Linked DNA regions of Capra hircus: region 2 is linked to region 1. The links are chromatin contacts, called in public Hi-C maps. All regions are on one chromosome and are shown on one strand. Each heading gives the region's core, a stretch centred on a gene start, on an enhancer-like site or on the middle of the called end of the contact. The rest is flanking DNA. Distances are from core to core; before and after follow the strand shown. Region 1 holds the start of GRIN2C (glutamate receptor ionotropic, NMDA 2C). Region 2 overlaps TMEM104 (transmembrane protein 104).

Region 1 (6,103 bases), core at 1,969-4,468:
CTCCCCACCCCCACCCCCAAGGAGCTTCGGGAGATGATTCAGTTACCAGGAACTCGGCCCATGTTGGATCCTGTGGATTTCTTGGGTCTCCAGGACAGAATCAAGGGTGAGGGGCCCTTTCCTGGCTCTCCAGCTCACTAGGAGGGGATGATCTAGGTCAGAGAGGGCTAGGGGGAGGGCATGTGGGGAGAGGGCTGGAACCCAGACACTGCCCTGAGATGTCCTGCGTTGCTGACAGAGGCTGCTCGCCCAAGGAAGCGGCTGATGGAACTGCTGCTTCGAACAGCCACGGAGAAGCCAGGAGTGGAAGAGGCTGCCCGCCGGGCATCAGCCTCCCGTGCCTGGGGCCTCCGCTTCTTCCGAAGCCCGCAGCAGGTCCTGCCCTCGCCAGATGGGTGGCGGGTGGCAGGCATCCGCCTGGCAGTCACCAGACTGGAGGTGAGTCTCCTGTTCCCCAAAGACACCCCCGTTCTCAAGTCTCCCTACCCCCCAGCCTGGTGTTTCCCACACTTTCCCCACAGGGCATTGGAGAGGCCACCCGGGCAGTGCCCACTGGGGACGTGGAGGACCTCCCCTGTGGGCTGGTGCTGAGCAGCGTTGGGTATAAGAGCCGCCCCATCGACCCCAGTGTGCCCTTTGACCCCAAGCTTGGGGTCATTCCCAATATGGAGGGCCGGGTTGTGGATGTGCCAGGTGAGAGGGCGTGGCGGGGGCACAGGGAGGCTGGTGTCTCTCAGGGCTGTTTCACATTCATTCCTTCATCAGGTGATATGCATTGAGAAACTGTTCTGAGTCAGGCCTGTGACTCAGCCCCACCCACCTCCTGGCCCTACGAGAAGTCCCCAGTGTAGCTGAGATGCCCACTCGTATGTCTGGTTATTAAATCGGGCTCTGGGCTAGGCCAGGGCTGAGACTAGAGATTAAGCAGCAGCTTAATCCTTGTCCTCTGCAAGTTACCAGCCTGGTTAAGTATGTGTGCTATGCTCAGTTGCTCAGTCCTGTCCCACCCTTTGTGACCCCATGGACTGTAGCCCACCAGGCTCCTCTGTCCACGGGGATTCTCTGGGCAAGAATGCTGGAGTGGGTTACCATGCCCTCCTCCAGGGGATCTTCTTAACCCAGGGATCAAACCCAGGTGTCCTGCATTGCAGGCGGATTCTTTAATGTCTGAGCCACCAGGGAAGCCCCAAAAATCACATACCTATCTAGTTATTAATTCATTCAGTCAGTGTTTACTGAGAGCCTGCTGAAGCAAGGTGACAGGACCCAACTCCTACAGAGAGCGCCAAGATGCAGGGACCCTAAGGTGTAAGGTGGGGGGCGGTGCATGGTGAGAACACCTGGGTATGTTTGGGGAGGAACTGAGGGCAGTGGCGGCAGATGAGTGGGCCCCGCTGACGGGTGCTGGGGGCCATCCTCCCGGCATGTGTGTCCTGGGGCTCAGGCTTGCCAGGGTGCCCAGGCCACTCCCCATTCCTTCGCCCTCTGTCAACCCCACACCAGGCCTCTACTGCAGCGGCTGGGTGAAGCGGGGACCCACGGGTGTCATCACCACCACCATGACTGACAGCTTCCTCACTGGCCAGATTCTGCTGCAGGACCTGAGGGCCGGGTACCTGCCGTCTGGCCCCAGGCCGGGCTCTGCAGCCATCAAGGCCCTGCTGGACAGCCGAGGTCTGGGCCCCATGTGAGCTCCCAGGAGTTGGGGAGGGGGGCATCTGGGGGAGGTCCCTGGGCCGGAAGGGGGCTGCTCCCCACTGGGGCAAGGGAGCAAGTAGAGGCCCTGAGCCATCTTCCCTCTGCCGCAGGGGTCTGGCCCGTGTCTTTCTCGGACTGGGAGAAACTGGATGCTGAGGAGGTGTCCCGGGGCCAGGCCTTGGGGAAGCCCAGAGAGAAGCTGCTGGATCCTCAGGAGATGCTGCAGCTGCTGGGGCACTGAGCCCAGATCCCAGCCCAGCCTGGTGCAGAGAGAAGAGGAGGGTGACCCCAGATCCTAGCCCTGCTTGGAGAAGAGAGGAGGCGCGCTGGGCAGCAGAGAGGCATCGGGGTCAGCCTGAGCGGGACTCTGCACCCCAGCTGCGTTGTCTGCCCGTCCTGGCATACGGCCCTGGCTGCCTCTTCTCCAGGGGTGTAGGAGCACTTTATTGAGCCAGAAGGTCGCTCCTGCCAGTGTGGGTACTTTTCAGCAAGGAGATAACCTTAGTTAGGGATGGAGGCAGGTACAAGCTGACCTCCCTCCCTCCTGTCTCTCTCCTGCTGGACTGTGGAAGGTCCCCAGGTCAGGAATATGCTGGAAATAAAGCACCTGCCACCTAGGGTCACTGGTTCGTGTGCGCGACTTCTTTCGAGGCCCAGGGTCACCTTCCGGCCGCAGCTCCTCTCCAGTCGCCAGGTGGCGCTGCAGAGCCAGCTCCCTGTCCCCAGGGGGGCCGGTGGGGGGTTTTGGCAGCCCCGCCTGGCGCCCACCAGTCTTCCCAGCTTGGCCCTTCTGCTGTGGTCGGCCTGCCTTCTGCCCGCCCTGCAGGCACTCTGTGACCCCAGCCTGCCTGCTCTGCTCGCCCTCCTGTCGGGTCCCCGTCCCTGGTTTGTCTCCAGCACAACCAAGTGCAAGACAAAAGTGGGAGCCAGGGCGCCGGGGGGCCGCTTTGCCTGCGTGTCCCTGTGGCCCCTCGGACTGGCCCGGGTTCCCCGCTCTCTCATTCCCAACGCCTCCCCGCCTTGTTGCTTTCCAGCTGGATAGACAGGTCTTTGAAAAATAGCACCCTGGTGTCCCTAGCGTGTTCATCATCTTTTTACCAGCCCCCCAAGCTGCCAGCGTCACTTTACAGACTGGGGTTGAATCCTCAAAATTAACCAGCCCAAGGTCACACACCTAGTGAGCCTGGGGCTCGAACCCAGGGCTGCGGGCAGCCTGTTTTCTCCGAGTCCGTGGGGTCTGGGGACACGGGGAGAAGGGACACGCCGGCGGAGTGGGCCGGCCGGGGCGGGGCGGAGGCGGCGGGCCCCGGTGGGGCGGGCCCGCGCGGGTGGCGGCGGCGGCCGCCAGTGCTCCGACACAGCCGGCTGGCGAGCCCTGGGAGCCGGAGGCGCGGCGCGGCGCCCAGCCCGGGACGGAACCCGGCGCCGAGTGGGCCACCGGAGGGGCGCGGGGCGCGGGGGCGGGCCCGGCCCCAGCCCAGCAGGCCACGCCACGGGCACCGGCCCCGCAGGCGCCCCTGCCCAGGCGCCCGCCAAGCTAGGACAGAGCGCGCCAGCGCGCGGAGCGGAGTCGCCGGGACTCGCACCGCGCGGGAGGCGGCCGGCGCGGGCTCTGGGCGCGGGCGCAGCGCCCCTTCCCCCCGGTGAGTGGTGGGCGGCGAGCGGGGGGCGCCAACTTCGCCGCCAACTCGGGGCTGGGCTCCGGCGCCTCGCGGGGAAGGACGGCGGGGACAGACGCGGGGCACCGGGGAGAGTCTGGCGGGCGTTCGGAGCCCGAGTGGGGTGGAGCTGGGGGTCCGGGACCTGGGGCACCCGGCCTGGGGGTTCAGACTCAGGCGGGCGGGGACGAGGTGTGGGAGAGAGGCCGAGGGGCCAGGCGCGCGCGGCGGACGCGAGGGAAGGACGCGGGCGAGGCGCCCAAGACGTTCGTCTCCCGGGTCACCAAGCACTCCGGCCCCCGTTTTCGCCAGGCGCCGCGGCACCGCTGGGGAGGGGGCGGTTCGGGGACGCAGGAGTCGGGGCTAGGAGCCCCGCAACTGTTGCTGCGGGAAGCCGGGCGGGGCTTGGGGAGCTGGAGCTGTGGCTGAGCTGAGCCAGAGCGAAGGGGGCTGGAGAGGGCGCGGAGCAGAGAGGACCAAAGGGGCTGTCGGTGGCTCCAGCAGCCGGCCGCCTGCTCCCGGGAGGTCGGCCGAGGATCTGCCCTCGCAGTCCCGCCCCGTCACCATCCCCGCCCCCCCGCCAGGTCCTCCCCTTCCAGCTTTTCCTTCTGTGCAACCTCCCTCCTCTGACCTCAGGGAACCAGCGTGGGCTTTACGGGGTGGTGGGATCTCCCCAAACGCTGGCCCCGCGCCCGGAAGACCCAGTCAGGCTCGAGGCTGGGAGACGAAGGGTGGGCTAAGAAGACTTGGGAGAGGCGAGAGCCCTCCACCCCACGTGCGCCCCCGTGCCGCTAGGCCTTGGCGGCCGCACCAGCGCGTTACTCTGATTTCCCCGGGCTTCGACCAGAATCCCCGACGGCGGGGAAGGGGAGCCGCAAGCCTCCTGCTGCAGAAAGTGGTTCACGCCTAGGCCTAGGCGGGCAGGGCCAGGGCCATGAGAAGGTAAAGTCACCCAGCGGCCAGACCATCCCCAAGGGTGCATCCCACGAGCCGGGTGAGCGAAGGGGGAATTCCTGCCGGGCCCTGACGCTCACCCTAGTGGTCCTAGCCCTGCTCCCCCGGAGGGACTTCGGGCTTGGTCCCCAGCCCTCCAAAGCGCACCGCCCTGACTTCATCCCCGAAATTGAGGAAGGGAATTTGCGGGGTGGGGATGGCCTGCTGTGTCTCAGAGCCCGTCTAGTTTCTGGCTGCGCCAGTCAGCTTCCAAGCTGTTCCTAAATGCGGTATGAGGAATTCGAGTACTAACGTGAAAGGGGCCGAGTAGACCTGGAATCTGACTCCCGAATCTGCCCTAGGGCAGGATTGAGCTGGTACGGCGCCCACACCTGCTCGCCTGGCCCCACTTGCCAGGTGAGCTCGGCGCTCCCCACCCGCGGGGCTTGGGGCACGATCCAGCTTGGGGCCAGCGGGGATGAGGACCTAGGAGCCGGGGAGGTCCGCAGAGGGCAGCGGCGAGGCGGGGGGCGCGGGGTGCGTGGTGCCCAGTTTGGCCGCCAGGAGGCGTGGCGCGGGTCCCGGCGTCCAGAGCCGCCGCCGCCGCATCGCAAGTGTCCTTGAGCCGCGGGTGACGGTGGCTCTCGCCGCTCGCGCCCCCTTCTCCCGCGGGGGGAGCCTGATGCCACGTTCCCTATGAATTATTTATCGCTGGCCTAAAAATACCCCGAACTTCACAGCCCGAGTGTAAGAGATTCCCCTGGGGGTCCGAGTGGAATCAGCGGCGAGGGTAGGGGGTGGGGGGAGTTAGTCTTGCAGGAGGGAGACCGCGGTGTCCGCGACAGTGGGGGCAAGGGGGAGGGGTGGTCTTCTCCCCTGGCGTCCGGGTTCTCCTCTGGCACTCAGCAGAAGGGAGGCAGGGAAACCCGACGGCAGAGCCGAGGTCGCTCACCCTGTGGGCGCGAATCCAGACGGGCCGCGCAGCTGGGGTCCCTAGGCTCCTCCGGGAAGCGGCACGGTTGGTGGGTGGGGCTGACTCCGGGGACCCAGGCTCCCGGCCTGGGGTGGGGACGGCCCTCAGATATCTGGCGTGGCGGAGCGTGTGCACGTCTGTGTGCGGGGAGCCTGCCTGGGATTGGGGGAGCAGAGGAAGAGAGAGAAGAGCTCTAAGCAGGCGGAGGTGTTCCCGCCGTTCAAGGTGATGCTGAGTGTCTCAGAAGACCGACCATTGCCTCCCTCCCCCGGGCTTTTGTGGGGGGTCCGAGTGTTCATTAAATATTAACAGCCCCTTTGCGAAAGGTGTGGACCCGCAAGTGGGTGGGCAGAGGTCTGGAAGGCAACAGTCCAGCGCCCGAGGTGGGGGCATCCTGAAGTGGGCACGTTGCTGCCACAGGGCGTCGTGACAGGAGCCGTCCCAGAATCATAGCCGGAGCTCCCCAACCGGAGGTGGTGGTGAGGAAGGGCAGCTGGCTTGGGACCAGACCCAGACTCTCTGTGTCCCCACCTGTGCGTCCGCAGCTGCGAGGTACTGAGGCAGGGGCTCTGTGGAAGAGGAATTTACCTGGGGCTCTGAAAGTTCTGGAGTTTGTCCTGCAGACGAGAGAGGCAAAGGGAAGAGGCCATTGCGGCCGGAGGGAGCAAGCCTGGAAGTGAGGGCACTGGGGGCCGTCCGGCCCCCAGACTGAAGGGAGGAGGAGACCCACGGAGGGGAGGCTGGTCAGGGTGTGTTGGGCTCTGTCCGTGGGACCAGGATGTCCCGGCTTCATGTGTGGGCACCAGGGAGCAGCTGTGCTGTCTGAGGAGGGGTGCAGTGG
Region 2 (6,088 bases), core at 978-3,477, 62 kb after region 1:
GGAGCGCGGCCCAGCCCGGAACCCCAAGACTTACGCACAGACAGGATGGGCCGCTTCTCCGCCCGCTCGTAGCTGTCCTGGGCGAGAACGTCGCTGTCGGAGGCCGAGGAGGAGTCGTCGTCTTCCTCCTCCTGGGAGGGGGCGGGATGCGGAGGGTAAGGAAGACAGGAAAGGAAAGGGGACACCCAAGGGAGAGCCTGCTTGCTCGTTCTCTCTTCCTAGAAGGCATCTGAGCAGGGAGCTTTCCATACTTCCGGGCTGTCCCATCAGAGGGTCAGAGGCGCATCACGGGTCCTGGGATGAAGGTTCCCAGGTCAGAGGGAGGAGGGAGCAAGGAGGGGATGCTCAGGGAGCACTGAGGGAGGAGGGAGCAAGAAGGGGATGATCGGAGAGCACTGGGGAGGAGGGTGCAAGAAGGGGATGACGAAGAGCACTGGGGAGGAGGGTGCAAGGAGGGGATGACCGGAGAGCATCGGGGGAGGAGGGAGCCACGAGGGGATGACCGGAGAGCATCGGGGGAGGAGGGAGCAAGGAGGGGATGACCGGAGAGCACCGGGGGAGGAGGGAGCAAGGAGGGGATGGCGGAGAGCACCGGGGGAGGAGGGAGCAAGGAGGGGATGGCGGAGAGCACGGGGGGAGGAGGGAGCAAGGAGGGGATGCGGAGAGCACCGGGGGAGGAGGGAGCCTGAGTGGATGCTTGGAGAGCATCGGGGGAGGAGGGAGCAAGGAGGGGATGGCGGAGAGCACCGGGTGAGGAGGGCGCAACAGCAGAGGCTGTGCATATTCTGGAAGCTGACATGGCTGCGAACTTCAGCTCCTCACTAATGCCCAGAGAAGTCCAGGTTCTGGAGAAGGAAATGGCAACCCCCACCAGAATTCTTGCCTAGAGAATTCCTTGGCCAGAGGAGCCTGGTGGGCTACAGTCCATGGGGTCGCAGAGTCGGACACGACTGACTGAGTAACTTTCTTTAACGTTTCCGGGTTCCGGAGCTGCCCACGGTCAGGAGGGGGTGCGGGGAGAGGCCTGGCCCGCTCTCTGCACTCAGCGGCTCCACGACGGAGCCCAGGGTGGCCCACACACCTGGCGGGTTTCCATCCTCTTCCAGCGGAGCTGAGCGTTGGCCGCCCCCATGGCCTCCACCACGAAGGTAGTTGTCACGAAGCTGCAGGGAAAGGCCACGGGTTAATCGCCAAAGGCAGGGAGGAGGTTGGAGGAGGCACAAGATAAAAGGAAAAGCCACTGAAAACTGGACCCGACCAACCAGCCAGCCCAAAGCATTCTCTCTGCTGAGGAAGGTACCCCAAGTCCTAGGATGGGTCTGACCCTGTACGAAGGTGTGTGTGCCTCCACGGTGCCTCATGGGCTCGCCCTGATGTCTGTTTATATTTAGAACATATTCTCAGTGCACAGGAGACCAGGGTGTGAATCAAGCTGATGGAAGGAGAGAGTGTGACCTTGGGGGAGAGGTGACTCGGGGGCAAGGTGGTACAGCACCCCAGGAGGGGCCTGTTGGGGGCAGAGGTGGGAGAGATGGGGGGTAGAGAGACAGCAGATGAGGCTCTATACTGGGAGGAGGAAGCCGGTCCACAAGGGGCCCGCCCGGGGCTTCAGGGAAGGGCAGTGGGCAGCTCTCACGTCTCTTCGCTGGGCAAGCGGTCAACCCCCACTTACACACGCTGATGAACGGAGCACGGGTGTGGATAACTGAAAAGGGTGCTTGGCCCTGGAATCACCCTCCCCTTTTTACTTCTTGGGGGGGTAGGGGGTACTTTTACTTTCCTAATAACCTGGCTAATATTAAAATAATTGTTATTTTAATGTTTGCTATTAAAGTAAATGAAGAAAGAATGCAATAAATCAACATATTTAATTAATAAGTTAAAACATATTAACAGATGAAAATGTGTTAATATTTTAATAGCCTAATAATCTGGCCCGAATCAAAACGGAGATTGGGAGGTAGCATCAGACCTTTGTGAGAAGTGAGACTAGAGTGAAGAGAAAAATCTACTTTTTTTAAGGAAACCGGAGAGATTGGGCTGACAGCAAGAATGCTCTGTGAGCAGACGTTACAGGGCAGGGCCGGGTTCCTGCTGCGAAAACCGGAGTGACCCCACCCCTGCTGAAACGGAGCAGGTGGAACATTCAGGAACATTCACCTCCCTCTTTCCTGAAGCTGCTGGGCAGGCGGGCTTCCCGCAGGCCCCCCTGGCTCACCTCGGGTGCTGGCACCTGCCGCAGGCTGGCAGTCAGGCGGTGGGGACGGGGGCGGGGGGTGGGGGGTGCCCAGGAGTTAACCCACAGCCAATGGGGGTGGGGCAGCCAGCCCTGAAACTCCAGCTACCGCAGCTCCTCCTAGAAAGGTTTCTCATTATCTTGCCTGAGTGACCATTTTAAGGGCTTTCCATTGCCTCTTCTTTTGGGAAGTAAAACTAAAATCCATCTTAATTAAGGCATAAAGAGGCTCTCGTGGCTGCACGAAGCCAGCTCATGGATCATGCTGGAATATAATGGGCTGGGGGGGCGTGGCAGCCCCTGCGTGGCGGCCCCTGCCTGGGTGCCCCCAATAACCACTTCCCTTTCAGGCGGCTGCCTGTGCTGAAGGTCCTTTGAAGGGGACAGCGGAGTCACAGGAGGACAAGGACGTCTAGGGCTCCTGGCCACAGAGCTTGCAGGACGTAATGAGCCCACAGTACCTTGAGGCTACATACAACCTCCCCAGAGGAAAACACGGGAAGAAAGGGAAAAACAGGGCCGTTTCCCACCCCGTGCAGCCCCGTGCAGCCTTAGTTGACTTCAGCTACTGAATTCTGTGGCGCTTCCCGGGTGGCTCAGGGGTCAAGGATTCGCCTGCCAGTGCGGGAGACGGGAGTCGATCCCTGGGTCGGGAAGAGGCCCTGGAGGAAATGGCAAGCTCCTCCAGTCTCCTTGCCTGGAAAATTCCATGGACAGGGAAGCCTGGCGGGCTACAGCCCACGGGGTTGCAAAAGAGCAGCTAAACAAGTGACTTCTTGTTTAGTGACTAAACAGGAACAACAGAATCCCTCTCTAGCCTGGGGCCCCTGCCTGTGAGTTCCCCGAGGAGTGGCCTGCAGAGGCACCAGCTGCCGCATCCCAGGTGAGCCACGCACACCTGCTCACGGAGCGGGTGCCCGAGGGCTGGGCCTCCTGTTTGCTGCTGGGCACGGAGCCATGTGAGATTAACACCTGAATATGGCTGCACCTGCCTGCTTATCACTGCTGCTCGGTGAAACTATCTTAAACAAACTCTAAATTCCGAGCTGATTGCCTGGATCACCTGAAACGTTAGTTGGCATCTCTTCTGTGGCTGGCTGGGAACTTCTCAGGGAACACACGCCGATGGTCACATTCAGAAATTATGGGCGCAGCAGAGGAGGAAAGCCAGCCGGGGAAGAAACACGTGAGCCCCACATGAGACATCCTGGAGCCTAACTGGAGGTCTCCGCTTGTTTTTTTTTTTTTTTTCTGCTAATGTCTTGCTGTGCCTCAGGGTATGTGGGATCTTAGTTCCCTGACCAGGGATGGAACCTGTGCCCTGTGCAGTGGAATCTCAGAGTCTTAACCACACTGGACCGCAAGGGAAGTCCCTAGAGGTCTTAACTTCCCAGTGATGGGGGGTGGGCAACTACTCCATCAGCGTGAACCCCCGCCGCCCCAAGACCTTTGGGCCTCCTCTCCTTGCTCTGCGAACCTGTTACCAGATATCTCTGTTAGATGGATGGAGAGAGCTCGGGCTCCCCGGGGAGGTGCCCCCGGTTTCACCCCCAGCACCCCCAACTCCAGGATGGCCTCTTACCTCATGAAGCCCAGGAATATCAGCAGCACCAGGCTGACCAGCCACCCGGCTGTGGCAAAGGCCTTGGGCATGGTGAGCGCACCGGTGCCCACGATGAGGTTGAACATATACACCAGTCCGACCTGGAACCGAGAGAGGCAACATTTGAGCAGCCCAGAAATTGACAAGCCTCACCACCCCCAACAGCTCCCAAGGGTGACTCTGGGCTATGACAAAACCCGTGGAAACCAGGAGGCCCAGGAGGCCTTAGCCAGGAGGGCACGTAAGAAGGGAGGGTTCCTCTCGGGTTCCAGGGAGGCGGGATCTGCAGCTGCACGCTGGGCGACCAAAGCCCGTGGTCCATCCGTCTTTTCAAAAAGTCTCTGGGGCTCGGTTTTACCCTCCTCTTTCGAGTCATCACCCCCATCACTTCATCAGTGCATAGTATTTGGAGCTGCATCTTAGATGGCAGCTCTCTGCTCAACCCCCTTGCAGGTTTCCTGAGGACAGGCCAACAAGTCTGGGGTGACCTGGCACACAGACCAACCCACATTGCTGACCCTCCAAAAAAACCCCCTACTTTTCCAAGACCACTGAGCACGCAACCCAGTCCTCCTCCCCACCCATCCTTGCAACTGCCCTTTGGGATGTCAACATTCATGCTGGTTCCCTTTTCCTGCCCTCGTTTCTTAAATTTGAGAAGGAATTCCCCAGCGGTCCAGTGGTGAGGACTTGGTGCTTCCCCTGCTGGGACTCAGGTTCAATTCCTGGCTGGCGAACTAAGATCCTCCTGCAAGCCTTGTGGTACAGCCAAAATTTAAAAAAAACAAACAAACAAAAAAAAAATTGAGCTATAATAATTCATGTGCCATAAAGTTCAGCCGTTTAAAGTACACAGGTTTTCAGTATATTCACAAGTTCCGCAGTCAGCACCACCATCTAATTCCATTTCATTACCCCCTAAAGAAACCCCCTACTCACTGGGAGCCACTCCCAACTTCCTGTCACCCCTGGCAACCCACCTCCCAGTGGAACTGCTGAGTCACTGACTTCAGGTTTGAAGCTTGAGTTCACACCTACTCTCCAGCTCAGCTAATTCCAATGATTCCCTTTTCAAGATCTCCACCATGAAATTCTCTTCTTTGACCCGAAGCCTCAGCTCCCACACCCCGTCCATCCTCACCCATCTGCCTTTGTGTTCCCTGTGTTGCCCAGTTCCGGCCCTCCCTCCCCAGGCCTCCCGCTCGGCCGTGGCCTCACTGACAGTTGGCTGGTTCCTGAAAGCTGGCACTGCCCCACCAGCTCCCCACATCTTCCCTGTTCTAACCTTTCTGACCCTGGGCCTCAGAGATGATTCAGCATCCGCTTCCTCAGTTCCCTAATATGAAGCTGCTAAAGGCTCCTGGAATTAAAAAAAAAATCCTCACGATGAGGGGACTTCCCTGGTGGTCCAGTAGCTGTTGTTGCTGCTGCTAAGTCACTTCAGTCGTGTCCGACTCTATGCGGCCCCATAGACAGCAGCCCACCAGGGTCCCCCGTCCCTGGGATTCTCCAGGCAAGAACACTGGAGTGGGTTGCCATGTCCTTCTCCAATGCATGAAAGAGAAAATTGAAAATGAAGTCACTCAGTCGTGTCCAACCGTCAGCGACCCCATAGACTGCAGCCTTCCAGGCTCCTTCATCCATGGGATTTTCCAGGGAGGAGTACTGGAGTGGGGTCCGGTCGCTAAGACTCCTCATTCCTAAGGCAGGGGCCCAGAGTCCATTCCTGGTCAGGGAACTAGCTCCCACCTGCTGCAACTAAGGTTCAAAAGCTGCAACTCAACATTCCGAACACCATAAGTAATATCCGGTGCGGCCAAATAAACAAATAAATAATAATAAATAGCTTTTTAAAAAATTAAAAAAGCAATTCTAACGCTGAGTCCTCTGACGGATGAGGGTCTCTTCCACTGTGGTCGGCGGCATCAGATTTTCTTTCCTCCTCACGGTGGACTTGTGAGCATGTCCCACGAAAAGGCTCCAAACCTCAGTCTCCAAAACCCAGACCCGGGGCTCCCGTCTCTCTCAAGTGAAGGCTGTACCTCTAGCAATGCTACAGAGGTAACGGAGACCATCCCATGCACACTCCCCAAGCCTCACTCTTCCCTTTCTCTTCTCCCTGCACCAAGCAGCTTGCAGGACCTCAGTTCCCCAAGCAGGGAGCGACCCCTGGGCCTATGGCAGTGAAGCTGCAACCCCAGGGAATTCCCAAGCATCGCCCCTTCCGAACTCAAAAACTGGTGCCTCCT

Evidence for each region. Hi-C and Micro-C count contacts between places; a contact is called where the count stands out from the background.
Region 2: a Hi-C map of blood shows a contact between it and region 1, with 2.7 times the contacts expected there. The contact joins the enhancer-like site here to the promoter of GRIN2C in region 1. A contact is called at or near these places in 2 of 5 Hi-C or Micro-C datasets (blood and liver).

What each region holds. Positions count from the first base shown.
Region 1 is chr19:55,762,692-55,768,794 of ARS1.2, forward strand. GRIN2C (glutamate receptor ionotropic, NMDA 2C) reads left to right here and starts at 3,219. Exons shown (of 13, transcript XM_018063857.1): 1 at 3,219-3,341. FDXR (NADPH:adrenodoxin oxidoreductase, mitochondrial) reads left to right here. Exons shown (of 13, transcript XM_018063852.1): 9 at 22-106; 10 at 239-438; 11 at 522-693; 12 at 1,504-1,674; 13 at 1,809-2,321. The coding sequence ends at 1,939.
Region 2 is chr19:55,825,209-55,831,296 of ARS1.2, forward strand. TMEM104 (transmembrane protein 104) reads right to left here. Exons shown (of 10, transcript XM_018063860.1): 3 at 3,819-3,940; 4 at 1,082-1,163; 5 at 35-131. Among named protein-coding and RNA genes, the nearest start is that of TMEM104, 12 kb to the right of the region's middle. Within about 2 kb of position 2,228, at least 2 of the 5 cell types and tissues checked have an H3K27ac peak or open chromatin away from gene starts, as enhancers often do.